Regions from separate parts of the Rattus norvegicus genome. Here region 2 is linked to region 1. A link is a contact called in public Hi-C data. All regions are on one chromosome and are shown on one strand. The core of a region is the stretch at or near the end of the contact, and the rest is flanking DNA. Distances in the headings are between cores, read along the strand shown. Region 1 holds the start of Kctd11 (potassium channel tetramerization domain containing 11). Region 2 holds the start of Slc16a13 (solute carrier family 16, member 13).

What was found. Hi-C and Micro-C count contacts between places; a contact is called where the count stands out from the background.
Region 2: a Hi-C map of hepatocytes shows a contact between it and region 1, with 2.5 times the contacts expected there. The contact joins the promoter of Slc16a13 here to the promoter of Kctd11 in region 1. A contact is called at or near these places in 3 of 12 Hi-C or Micro-C datasets (the Rat2 cell line, hepatocytes and kidney).

The regions. Positions count from the first base shown.
Region 1 is chr10:55,099,731-55,106,439 of GRCr8, reverse strand. It overlaps Kctd11 (potassium channel tetramerization domain containing 11), which reads left to right and starts at 2,985. Exons shown (of 1, transcript NM_001108831.2): 1 at 2,985-5,148. The coding sequence starts at 3,749. The coding sequence ends at 4,447. Acap1 (ArfGAP with coiled-coil, ankyrin repeat and PH domains 1) reads left to right here. Exons shown (of 22, transcript NM_001105796.2): 18 at 1-160; 19 at 1,253-1,362; 20 at 1,455-1,565; 21 at 1,913-1,962; 22 at 2,240-2,400. The coding sequence ends at 2,340. It overlaps Tmem95 (transmembrane protein 95), which reads left to right and starts at 5,977. Exons shown (of 7, transcript NM_001134799.2): 1 at 5,977-6,110; 2 at 6,343-6,434; 3 at 6,589-6,669. The coding sequence starts at 5,977.
Region 2 is chr10:55,434,590-55,440,755 of GRCr8, reverse strand. It overlaps Slc16a13 (solute carrier family 16, member 13), which reads left to right and starts at 4,311. Exons shown (of 4, transcript NM_001005530.1): 1 at 4,311-4,794; 2 at 4,935-5,078; 3 at 5,916-6,166. The coding sequence starts at 4,596. It overlaps Bcl6b (BCL6B, transcription repressor), which reads left to right. Exons shown (of 8, transcript NM_001108279.1): 8 at 1-1,190.

The DNA of each region.
Region 1 (6,709 bases), core at 1,736-4,235:
AGACATAGGAAGCCTGCACCCTGGGGCCCTGCTGTTCCAAGCTGCTGGATATCCGCCATCTCTTCCTACCATGGCTGATGCCCTGGCCCACGGAGCTGATGTCAACTGGGTCAATGCAGGCCAGGGGAACGCCACACCTCTGATCCGGGCCACAGCTGCTGTGAGGACCATGCTGACCTCCCCTACTCTATCCTAAGCTCCTCTTGTCTCTCCCTGGGGCTCCATCCCATAGGGAAAGATACATGATAAGAGTAGGTGTTGGAAGTGTGATTTGGAGGTGGTAAATTAGATTTTAGATCTATCACTTAACGCAATTTTAAACAAGTTGTCAATATCTCTGTGACTTAAGTCTCCTCAATGTAAAATAAGAATAGCAGGAGACCAGAGAGATGGCTCGGAGGTCAGGAGCTCATGTTGTGTTTGCTCAGGACCAGTTCCCAGCACCTCCAAGGCAGCTCATGACTGTGACTCCAGGGCCAGGATATTCAACACCGTCTACCCGCCCCTCATTCACTACATGTGGTACACAGGCACACATGTAGGCAAAACACCTAAACACATAAAAATAAAACAATCTTTAAAAGAAAAGAGAAGGGGTTGGGGATTTAGCTCAGTGGTAGAGCGCTTGCCTAGCGAGCGCAAGGCCCTGGGTTTGGTCCCCAGCTCCGAAAAAAAAAAAGAAAAGAAAAGAAAAGAAAAAAAAAAGAAAAGAGAAATAATATGCCTCGTCAGGGTGCAGGATTCACTTTGGGGAGAGACAAGAGTTTCTCTGTGTATCCCTGGCTGTCCTGGAACTCGCTCTGTAGACCAAGCTGGCCTTGAACTAAGAGACTTACTTGCCTGCCTCTGCCTCCTGAGGGGGGTACTTAAGATTAAGACATGCACTACCACTGCCTGGCTTTTTTTTTTTTAAACAAATGCTATCTTATTTTTTATGTGAACTGGTGATTTGCCTGCATGTGTATATATGGGAGGGGGTCCCCTGGAACTGGAGTTACTATGTGGGTGCCTGGGATTGAATCTGGCATCTGGCTCCTTTGGAAGAGTAGCTGATGCTTTTAACCACTGAGACATCTCTCCAGCCACGGGATTGATTTAATCTATGAGCGTATAAAGATCGAGGGCCAAGCCCGACACCGAGTTGTACCCTGAATACCACACTCCACACTCTGGTTATCTTGATTACACTACCCTAAAACATCCAAAAATCCACCTTTAAAAATGCCATCTCTTCTTGATCTCATCCATGCAGAATTCTCTTCTAGCCTGTGAGTTTCTCCTCCAAAATGGGGCAAATGTGAACCAAGCAGACAGTGCTGGCCGGGGCCCACTCCACCATGCCACCATTCTTGGCCACACAGGGTAGGGAGCCGAGGAAATGCCACCATGGGGAGGAAGCTTTCTGGGAATGAAGTTGGGGGACGACTGCAGCTGAATTTAGCTGTCCTCTCTAGGCTTGCTTGCTTGTTCCTGAAACGGGGTGCGGATCTGGGGGCTCGAGACACAGAAGGCAGGGACCCTCTGACTATCGCAATGGAAACCACCAATGCTGACATCGTAACTCTGTGAGAATCAGCAGGCTAATGCTTAGACGACCGTCTATTCATCTTTGGGGTGGGGCTAATGCCAAAACCAGACTTGGAGGGTGAGGTCTGGGGAGGGGTGTGTGTGGTGGGGTGTGGAGCAGGTGCACGACCAGTAAGGTGAGATACTGAGAGTTCGCCTCGAGAGCCATTATTAGGTCACCGACATTGCATAAAAGTTTGTGTTTGAGCTTTATTTAAAGCACTAGTTATGGACAAGCATTTTTAAAGAGTGATGCAACTCAAGAATTGGGAGTTGTTGAGAGGATGGGGAGTTGGAGAAGAAGAGTATGAGGTCTTATTTTTACTCCTTAATCCCCACCCTTCAGGCTACGATTGGCAAAGATGAGGGAGGCTGAAGCGGCCCAGGGCCAGACAGGTAAAGTAACTTCGTATTTTCCCCGACCCCATGTCCATACCGGAATGCTGGTCCTTGCATACCTATCTCCTTAGTACCCAACTGCATTAATATCATTGTTTGTTCAACAAACATGTTTTGGGCACAGAGAACGTGCCTGACCTTTGGAACAAAGGAAAAGGCGCCGGTTCTGTGCTTAGGATGCACCCACACGTAAAGTGCTTACCCTGCCAGAACCACCTGTGTAGCCCAGCCTCCCAGCCTCCCAGCCCCCCAGCCCTTCCTCTCTCTTCCTCAGGAGACGAGACGTATCTCGACATATTCCGAGACTTCTCCCTCATGGCGTCGGACGACCCAGAGAAACTGAGCCGTCGAAGTCACGACCTCCATACGCTTTGATCCCGTCCCTCCCCACCCTGCTGTGGCACATTCTCCATTAAAGTCTCTCGGCTTTGCTTTTTCTGTCTCATTTCACTTACTGTGCGCCACCTGGGGGCCCGGCAGGGTGTTTGGTACACTGGCCACCCGGCAGCCGTGGTTACTCATGAGGTTAGGGTTTCTCTAGTAAAGGAGGAGGCTGACTAGCACCCAGTAGATTGGAGGAAGGAGTTTTCCAGCCCAGACGACCAGCGGAGCCACCGCGTGGGCTTGCCGGGATGGCCCGAAGGCATCCCGGGAATGCAATGGCTCAGCATCCGCCCCCTCGGGAGTTCCCGACCGGGATCCAACCCTGAGACTTGCATTTTTTCAGAATAGAGGGATGAACTGGAGACTCCAGTCCCGACCAAGTTGTACTAGTGAGGTCATGCACACCTGAAGGGAACGGGGGTGGGGGGGCGTCGTAGCCACATCCGCAACAAAGCCAGTGAATCATTCCACCCCCGCTCCTCTCCGCCGGTCCTGCTCGTCCGCCCCATCTTTCCCACTGGCAAGGCCCCGCTCCCATCCCTCGCAGAGCCCGGCCAGCCCAAGGGGGTGTAGGGCGGGGCGCTAAGGGGCGGGACTGTCGCTTAAAGGGCCACTGACCGCTGCCCTTAGGCCACTTCCTGGGGGTGGAGAGGACCTCAGTAGCTGCTGCGACAACCCAGGAAGGCGGTAACGCCCAAGTCCTGGGACTGTTTGTTTCCAACAGAGTCCTGGGACACTGTCAGCTCTGACTGCGAGAGCATCGTCTCCCCTCAGCCATACAGAACTGCTGGCCACTGGCTCCTATCAGTTGCGCCTCCATCTTTTGGGACTCGCGCCCCTAACCCTGGTTGGGGCTCTGGACAGGTCCTCGGAACCCGGCGTGGACTCTACTAAAAAAAGCTCAGAAACTCAGGAGCTGAAGGCAGCGTCCGACCGGTGCTCGCCACCGTCACCTGCTGGTTGAATTCCGGAAACCCACTGTCTGAAGTATACAGGAGGGAATCGCTGACCACGCACAATCAGAATCGTCTGGACCAAAAGCTCCCTGATCCTGTGTGGCTGCCTTCTGTTCTTTACATCGGTCCTTTCATTCTTTCGGGGATTTCTGTGTCCTGAAGCTCCCAACCAGCATCAAAGTAGCTTGGGTGAGCTACAAACTTTGCTGTCTTGTTCTCCAACTTCTGCCTCCAACTTAGCGAGTCTGAACGTTACCACCCAATTCTTTCCAAACTCCGAAAATCTGCTTTTTCCTTCTCCTTGTCTGCCTTCTATAGTCCCCAAAATTTCCCCCCCTCCTGTGTCCTCTTCACCCCCTTCCTTTGGGGGCCCCGTGACCCTAAATGTGGGGGGAACACTATATTCCACTACACTGGAGACCCTGACACGCTTCCCAGACTCCATGCTGGGGGCCATGTTTAGGGCTGACACCCTAATGCCGGCCAATCTCAACCCGCAAGGAGATGGCCATTACTTCATCGACAGGGACGGTAAGGCTTTCCGGCACATCCTCAATTTCCTGCGGCTAGGCCGTCTGGACCTGCCCCGTGGGTATGGAGAAACTGCCCTTCTTAAGGCAGAGGCTGACTTCTACCAGATCCGGCCCCTCCTGGATGCACTGCGGGAATTGGAAGCCTCTCGGGGTACACCTGCGTCCACAGCTGCCCTGCTCCATGCTGACGTAGATGTTAGCCCCCGCCTGGTGCACTTCTCTGCTCGACGGGGCCCCCACCACTATGAGCTGAGTTCTGTCCAGGTGGACACCTTCCGAGCCAACCTCTTCTGCACAGACCCTGAGTGTCTGGCTGCCATGCGCAACAGATTTGGTGTGGCCAGTGGGGACAGGGCAGAAGGAGGTCCACATTTTCGGCTAGAGTGGGCCTCCCGCCCCCAGGAACTCCCTGAAGTAGAATATCAAAGACTGGGGCTCCAGCCACTGTGGACTGGGGGACCAGAAGATCGGCGGGAGGTAGTGAACACGCCTACGTTCCTGGAGGAGGTGCTACGGGTGGCTCTGGAACATGGCTTCCGCCTGGATTCTGTCTTCCCAGACCCTGAAGACCTTCTGAACTCTAGATCCTTGCGCTTTGTGCGCCACTGAAGATGCTACCCTTCACTTGACTGAGGAGAGGAGGGGGAGTGAGACAGCCAAGGGGCTAATGGCTCTTCTAAAACCTCTTTCTAGTTCTGGTGTGGGAGCTATGAGAGTCAGGGATCCCACCAGGCCTGGGATTCCCAAACTGAGCTGCCCCACTACCCCCAAGACTTGTGAATGGTCTAGAAGATCAATACTGGGACTTATCCTGGGAAAGCATCATGGATTCTCTAGCCTGTTCTTGCTTAAGGATGGGTCCTCTGTATTCAGAGGTGTGGAAAAGTAAGAAAGCACCCCTTTGCCCAGGCTAAACCTAGCAGAGCTCTGGAGGGTTGAGCACTAGGTGGGAGGACACACTTTGAATTATCAGATGTAATCTGTTCTCTAGACTGTGGTTTCCTCTACTGGACCTGTCACCTTATCCTACTGTGACCATTAAGAGGCCAGTACACTCTGGGAGGTTTTTTTTACTATGTCCCAAGCCACCTACTGTGGGACACACCACCCTAGGATGATATAAGGGAGCTAGGAGAACCTCCAGCAGCATGGGGGCTAGAGCTCCCTTCTGGAATTCCGTGTTTTAGGGGATCCCAAATGGAAGTGGGACTGGTCCATGGTATCCAGAGGCCTCTTTCGTGTGTGTGCGTGCGTGTGTGCGTGCGTGCGTGCGTGCGTGTGTGTGTGTGTGTGTGTGTGTGTGTGTCTGTGTGCATGACAGCCAGTGATCTGATGTTGCTTGGCTCCCTGGTGTCTTGGTTCCCATCAGTGTTGCTGACTCCTGTGTTTGTTGGTCCTTCTGTGATCTTAGCATGTCCAGACCTGTTTAGGGTTGCTTAGCAACTCTCCAGGCTCAGGTATATCTATAGTATGCGTAAGAGCAGATTCAGATTTAGTTTAATCATAGGGTGTGTGTGTGTGTGTGTGTGTGTGTGTGTGTGTGTGTGTTTGCATGTGTGTTTATGCCTGCACCGCCACGTAGGCAAGAGGGCCTTGTCTGAGTTTGAGTCACTAGGCTCTTCCTATGAGAGGTAAAAGCCACTGGGCTTGGCTGGGCCTCTGAGACCTCTGGGAGCTCTTGGTTGCTGAGACAACCATGAGCCCGTTGCTAGGAAATAGCTGGGTAAGGCCTAAGGCTGTCCTGGGCAGAGAGGAGATAGAGTTGGGAGAGTCGGGGAGGATGTGGGAAGGGTAGCATTTCTGGGTTCCTGTGTGGATGGGATACGCATAAATGCCTTCATCATTGGGTGGAGTCATTCATCTATCACTGTGACTTACAACAAGAAAAATAAATTGCTTTCAGACCACGGACGTGTAAAGGCCCCTATCCCCTTGCAACAGAAACCCAGATGTATCCGTCCTAGAGATATGTTTCAGCCTTCCATTCAGGGCCCAGGAGAGCTGAGGGGTAAGACAATGGCATTGTTCTGGATCAGTCTAGAACCTCCCACATAAAGGGCCAGAATCTGAACCTCAGAGAATTCTGAATCTTCCCTGGCCTGAGGGGTCCAACTCCCACCCATCCCCCAGCAGGCCTCATGTGGGTGCTGGCCCTAGGTGGGGTTTTCTTGGCTGTGGCCAAGGCTTGTGTCTTTTGTCGTCTCCCAGCGCATGCCTTGCCAAGCCGTCTGGCTCAGCTCAATAAGCAGACGGAGCCGCAGGAGAAGGAATGGTCCTCCCTGAATTTCTCTGCCTTTGCCTTAGGTAAAATCAGACACACAAGGTTAGCTCAGCAGTAGTCACCCGCATTTCCTCAGGGGGCTGGCGTGTGAGTTCCTAGCTCCTCAGTCACTGCTTCAGTCCATAGCCCTTTCTGGACACACTACCCTCTCTCTTTGGAAGAACTCTGTGCCCTAGGAAATAGGAAAAACAAAACAACAACAACAAAATCCCCAAAAGCTTAGCGCCTCCTCTAGCTCATTCTTGTCCATCTCCACAGATGAGGTGTCCATGAACCAAATCACAGAGAAAACTCACCGAGTCCTGAGGGTCATAGGTGAGATCTGGGAGAAACTGAAACCTTGGGACTTAGGAAGACCCAAGATGGGAGATGGGGGGAGGGGAGGCGGAGAGAGGGGCGGATTGGGAGGGGGCGTAGAAGGCAGCACTGTTGAGGTCTAGGGCAATGTAGCTGTGCTATGCCTCTCCAGAGATAAAAAGGTCCATCTCCTTGCTTCCATTATATTGGCAATGGCTTCGGAAGACCAAGATCCCCCAGTACACCAGGGAAGGTATTGGATGGGGAAGCCTGAAGGAGGTGCCTAGGATTTG
Region 2 (6,166 bases), core at 3,062-5,561, 330 kb before region 1:
AGCTCTTTGAGGACGACGGGAACCTTGTTTTGATGAACTCTGAATGTAGATAATAAATTCCTCCTTCTGAACGCTGGGAAGGTGGGGGGCTGGAGTCCTCCTGCAAGAAAGCCCAGCATTAACGATTCCATTGATCTATTTGCCTGGGTTCAAATGTACTATGCTCATCTATCAGACCAAGCCTGCCTAAGGGTTTGCACTCACCCCACAATCCTCTGACCAGGGCTGACTTAGTATCTCATGGGGAGAGACCTATAGGACCTTTTCTTATCTCTTATCTGTCTGGTTTCTGAGACTGCTCTGATGTAGAGAGAATTAATACCATTCCTTGACGATGAGTCTGAGGAATCCTTTACTGCACGGACAGCTGGGGTTGATTATGTCCCCTGGGACTCAATATGCCCTTCTTCTTTGAATGTTTTTTTTTTTCTTGTTGTTGTTTTGTGTTGGGACAGCTTCTGGCAAGTGTCCTCTTTCATGGGTGCTTGGTAGCTTTCTTACCTTAGAAAATCTGGGTCTGAGACTCAGACTGCCCATCATTACATTCCTGTCTGGGACCGGTGAATGTACTAGGACTTTACATGGGAAGGAAAGGGGGGGCTGTTTTCTACGCTGCATTTGTTGTCATTGGGAATGATTGAGGGAATTACATACTTCAAACCCTTCAAAACCTGGCTGATGGATTGGCCAAAGGCTCCTTCCACTTGAACAAGTTACCAGAAGTGTTACAAGGTTGGTTGAGGGCTGCAGTTTCTGGTGGGGAACATGTAGATAAAGATGTTAGGGACGGAGTGCCATGGTTAGATGGAGTGTCTGGGATGTTAGATAGTATTTGGGAGCCTTGATTTACAGTTCTGCTCTCGTTGCCTTGGGACCTATCTGATTATAGTACTTGGGTAAACGGTAAAAGGACTTGAATTTGTAGGGCAGAGACTCCTGAATTAAGGCAGTTCTTGTGGCCAGCAGCTGGGGACAGGTGAGAAAGCCATCCATTCTTCCAGTTCCCATTTAACTCTCCTACCACCTGAATGAATGCAGACTTGTGTGTGGGTTGGGGCAACGACAGGGGAGAGATTGAGAAGGTGATGATTTCTTTTTAGCAGACTGGACAGGCACATGGGAAGTGCCGGGGTGAGAGGTTAGATTCTGCAAGATCAGATCCTTGGAATAAAGAAGCCCTACTTTGTGCCATCTGTTGTGTCCTAGGTCTGTTTGTTTGTATGTGTTGGGGGTGGAGACTTGGAAAGCGACTCTGGAAACTAATGACTTGGATCCTGGGTTCGTTGCACTGTTCCATCCCACTAGTCCTCTTCGATGGTCCTTCCCTGCCCCAGCCTTCCGGCTCATTGTCTAGGAACCGGTGACTTCATGAAGTTTATCCGGAGCCACCTGCATCCTGCCGGTCTGAAGTCACTTCCTGACCGAGGTGGGGAGGCTTCCGGGAGAAAGTAGGAAAGAACCTGGGAAGTGCATCTGTGCTAGCCCAGGGTTCTTAATGCATGTGACCAGCCTACCCCCACCTCCTCACACGCAACCATCACCAAAGATAGGTAGGATGTGGGTCCCATAAGAACAAGAGAGGCTGGCTGTGGCAGCCACAAGGAGAAAGCTGAGTGTCTGTGTGCCCGATCCACCTCCCATTTGTAGTATCTTGGCGTCTATCTAAACATTCAATGCTTGTGTCTTTCCCCATGACTTGTGGGTCCAGGGTGCACAGGTGTGTCCCAGCCCAAGGCCAAAGGTCACTAAGTCTAAGGGTCCCTCCCTCTGGACTTTCCTCAGATGTTGGAAAGACAAATTCCATCTCTGAAGTGCCTGCACCAACTACAGGCTGTGGGTTTTTTGTTTTCCTTCTTTAGTCTAATGCTCTCCCTGGTAATCTCATTTTAGTGGCTGCTTGTATTTCTTCATTCTTTCCCAAAGTCCATAACCTAGGTTATTTAAAAAAGCAAAATACAGAAACTAAGCAGAAGTTACAGCTTGGCCCCTATCAAAAATAGGACCAGCTATCATTACTTACCATATGTTAAATGCATAGACTTATCTTTAACCCCCAGCAACTCTAAAAAAGTAGGGAGTATTCTCCCCAGTTCCCAGATGAAACCAATTGAGAAGTTAAGTCTCTTGACCAAGTAAAACGTGGTAAAGACAAGATTGGGACTGTGATCTGATTCTAAAGTTCTAAAGACCAGGCTCTTTTGAGACTCAAGTATTTTCTACACCATTGACATATCCCTGTTCATGAGTCTACGGATAACAAAACTGCAGACCCAAAGGATTTCAGCATTTCATTTTCCACATATGCACTGAGAAATGCAACATAAGTTGGTTTGGATTTGCTTGGTGCAAGGGATTGAACCCAGGGACTTCCACGAGAGGCCAAAACCCTTTGGGTTTAGAGAACAGGGCTTTTCATTTTATAAACCTAACTAATTTATTATGGTCGCATGCATGTGTGGTATTTTCGTGTGCACACACCATGGCGTGTATACGTGTGAAAGTTAGAGGATGACTTTGTGGAGTCAGGTCTCTCCTTCCGAGTTCCTGAGTTTCAGGGATTGAACTCGGGTTACCAGGCCCTCAAAGCAAGCACTTCACCTGCTACACCATCTCTCTAGCCCCTCGAGCTTTTGAGGCAGGGTCTAATATGTAGCTCAGGCTGGTTTCAAACTTGACTCTGCCTCCTAAGTACCAGAGTAACTGGGGCATGCTAACACGGCCAAGTTCACCATTTATTCCCTTAAAATAGGATCACACTAAATTGCCCAGACTGGCCTTCATTTCAGTCTGTAATCCCGACATGCCTCAAGCTTGCTGCCCTCTTACCCCAGTCTCTTAAATAGCTGGGGTTGCAGACAGGTCTGTGCAGTCAAACTTGGTTTATATATTTATGTTAATGTGTAGTGTTTTGCCTACATGTATGTACGTGACCCACATGGGTACAGTGCCTGTGGAGGCCAGAAGAGGGTGTCAGATCCCCTGGGACAGGAGTTACAGACCACACCGTGGGAGCTGACAAGACCTGAGCCCTGGTCCTCTGCAAGAACAGCAAGTGCTCTTAACTGCTGAGCCATCTCTCCAGCCCCTACAGTATGATTTCTTAACAGCATAGATTCTTATCCCATCCCCCTCTTGTTTGCCTCATTCCCCATTGGTCTGCGTATGAATTCAAACCCAAGGTTTCAAGGTCAGAGTCCTGGGGAGCCTGAGGTATAGTAAAAGAAAAGCCCAAGTCATTGCTCTCACGAGGTGAGGGGGAAGTTCCTGCTAGAGCCCTGGTTAGATAAGAGGCTGATTGCTCCAGTGACCAGGGTCATAGATGGTCTCTCTTAAGTAGTTCAGCATAAGATCAAAAAACCAAAACAACTGCTCAGGAAATGGCCAGTACTAGAAGGCTTAGAGAAAGCTTCCAGCAGCGCTGAGGGAAAAGTAGGTAGGAATGGGGGACTCGGATGGTGTGACAGCCGCCCTTCCTCTCCCCAGTTATTTTTGGTCTCAGTGACCTGCAAGTTTCCTGCTAGTGGGGTCAGAAACGGCAGGAAAAAAAATTCTCATTACAGAAACGAATGCCAGGACTCCAACACGTCACCGGCTTCGTTCTTCAGTTCCCTGCCTCCCCGCTTTATAACGGGGGTGGGGGTGGGGTGGGGAGCAATACGGGGAATTGAACCAGGACCTACTATTCAATAGTTCCGTATACCCCCTCTTAATTAATTTTTAAAAATTGAGACAGGGTCTAGATAAACTGCCCACGTTGACCATGATCTTGCCCCTGGTTCCAGAGCAGCTGGAATCACAGTCTGTGCTTTCCAGTCTTCTCTCTTCCTCGCCCCCTACCCCTCGATTCAGTCGTCTAGAATTTTTCAGGGCATTTCTAGTCGCCTCAAGTGCTCTATCAGTTTGACTCTTACCTCATAACCTATCCCTTCGTACCCACGCTGCCTGGCAATTCTTGGATCCCTCACTAAGCAAGTGAGTTTCTGCCTGGTCAGGACCAGTTTATCCAGAACCAACCCTTTGATGCAAGTCTGGAAATGTGATTGACCCAGCACCCGCAGAACCCTCGCGGTAGGTCCCTTGTCACGTGAGACCTAGCCTCCTCATGCCCCGCCCTACGCATGCGCCCCTCTCTCACTGCAGGTCCAGAACAATGCTGTAAACCCCGCCCAGCCCCTCCGGACCCACCCCCTGCTCTGAAGAACTGCATCCTAATTGGCGAGCCAAGTGTTGGATGTGGCCCACTTAGGCAGGTGGTGATTCTTCAAAGATAACATAATCCACAACCAGATTACCTCTCGTTAGGGTTGTGGCTCGAACCTGGTTTTGCTTTTTGGCCTCTAAAGAAATCATCTGGCTGGCGTCTGGGTCTCAGCTGCGGGCTAACCCGGCCCTGTGTCGGTGGCAGGTCCCGGTTCATAGGCCTCCTTTCTCTTGGGGAAAGGCGCAGGCGCCACATGCTTTATCAGTAACTTCCTGGCGACCAGCCCCAGCTTAGCGCCAAGCGTCCTGCAGGGTTGGTGGGAGGGCCAAAGTGAGCGGTTTAAAGCCCAGATCAAGCAGGGGCTCTTAGGAGCTACCCCTTTGTTCCTTCCGGAATGGTGCATAGGACTGAGCCCCCCGATGGGGGCTGGGGATGGATGGTGGTGCTCTCAGCGTTCTTCCAGTCGGCGCTCGTGTTTGGGGTGCTCCGTTCCTTTGGTGTCTTCTTCGTGGAATTTGTGGCGGCGTTTGAGGAGCAGGCAGCCAGAGTCTCCTGGATCGCTTCCATAGGGATCGCGGTGCAGCAGTTTGGGAGTGAGTGCTGCGTTCGGGTGCGGTGGTCTGCCACCCTCGGAGAAAAGAGGGAGTTTGGGGACCAGAAAGGGAAAAGTGTCGGGAGGATGCTGAGGGAGGATGGCGGAGACCACCTCGCAGAACCCATTCCAATTCCCCAGGCCCAATAGGCAGTGCCCTGAGCACGAAGTTGGGGCCCAGGCCTGTGGTGATGACTGGGGGCATCTTGGCTGCGCTGGGGATGCTGCTTGCCTCATTTGCTACCTCCTTGACCCACCTATACCTGAGTATTGGGCTGCTGTCAGGTGAGACCCTGGGCAAGGGCAGAAGTCCAAGGCCTGGATTTTAAGCGTTTGGATTTTCACCTTCTTTCCTCTTTCCAAAAAGGCTTAGGGAGAACCTATGCCCTGAAGGAAATTCTTAAGCTGAATGACTAAGTCAGAGATAATCCAGAAAGCACAAGCCCAAACCCATCAGGCTGGAGTGTAGAAGGGAGAATTTCTTTAAGATTGTGCTACGTATGGGCTGAAATAGATATCATTGCCTACTTAAAAAATAACAATGAAGCTTTCCATGCTTACACACCTGGGCAAAGGAAGATTAATGTAGCCAGAAACAGTAGAAATGGGGCTCTTAATGCCAAAGTTTTGTGTTAATTACTTTAGGACCACTATCTCTTGTCTTCCCAGATTCTCAACATGTGGGGAGCGACCCCTCTGAGAGAGTCAAACGATCCCTTCATGGGGGTCGCATAGCAGATACACCCTGACATCAGATATTTACATTCACGATTCATAACAGTAGCAAAAATACAGTTAGGAAGTAGTGATGAAAATAATCTTATGGTTGGGGGTCACCACAGCATGAGGAACTGTACTGAAGAGTCAATACATCAAGAAGGACAGACACCAGTGCCATAAAGTGTGTTAACCCCATTTTGCAGATGAGGTGGTTGAGCCTGGGAGAATAAGCAGAACACAGAACGTCACACAGCTAGAAAATGTTAAAGCCAGCACTATGAGGACCCAGGTCTGAGGGAGTCCAAAGCAGGGGCTAGTCTGCCACTAAGTAGTGTTGGGATTGCTGGGTGCTCTAAACACCTCCAAAGCCCACAGCCTCCCACCTTGTTTTCCTTTCCACAGGCTCTGGCTGGGCCCTGACCTTCACTCCGACCCTGGCCTGCCTTTCCCGTTACTTCTCTCAGCGACGATCTCTGGCCATGGGGCTGGCCCTGACTGGAGTGGGCATCTCCTCTTTTGCGTTCGCCCCCCTCTTCCAGTGGCTGCTCAACAACTACGCTTGGAGGGGAGCACTCCTGTTAGTGTCTGCCCTCTCCCTACACCTGGTGGCCTGTGGTGCTCTCCTCCGCCCACTCTCCCTGACTGAAGACACT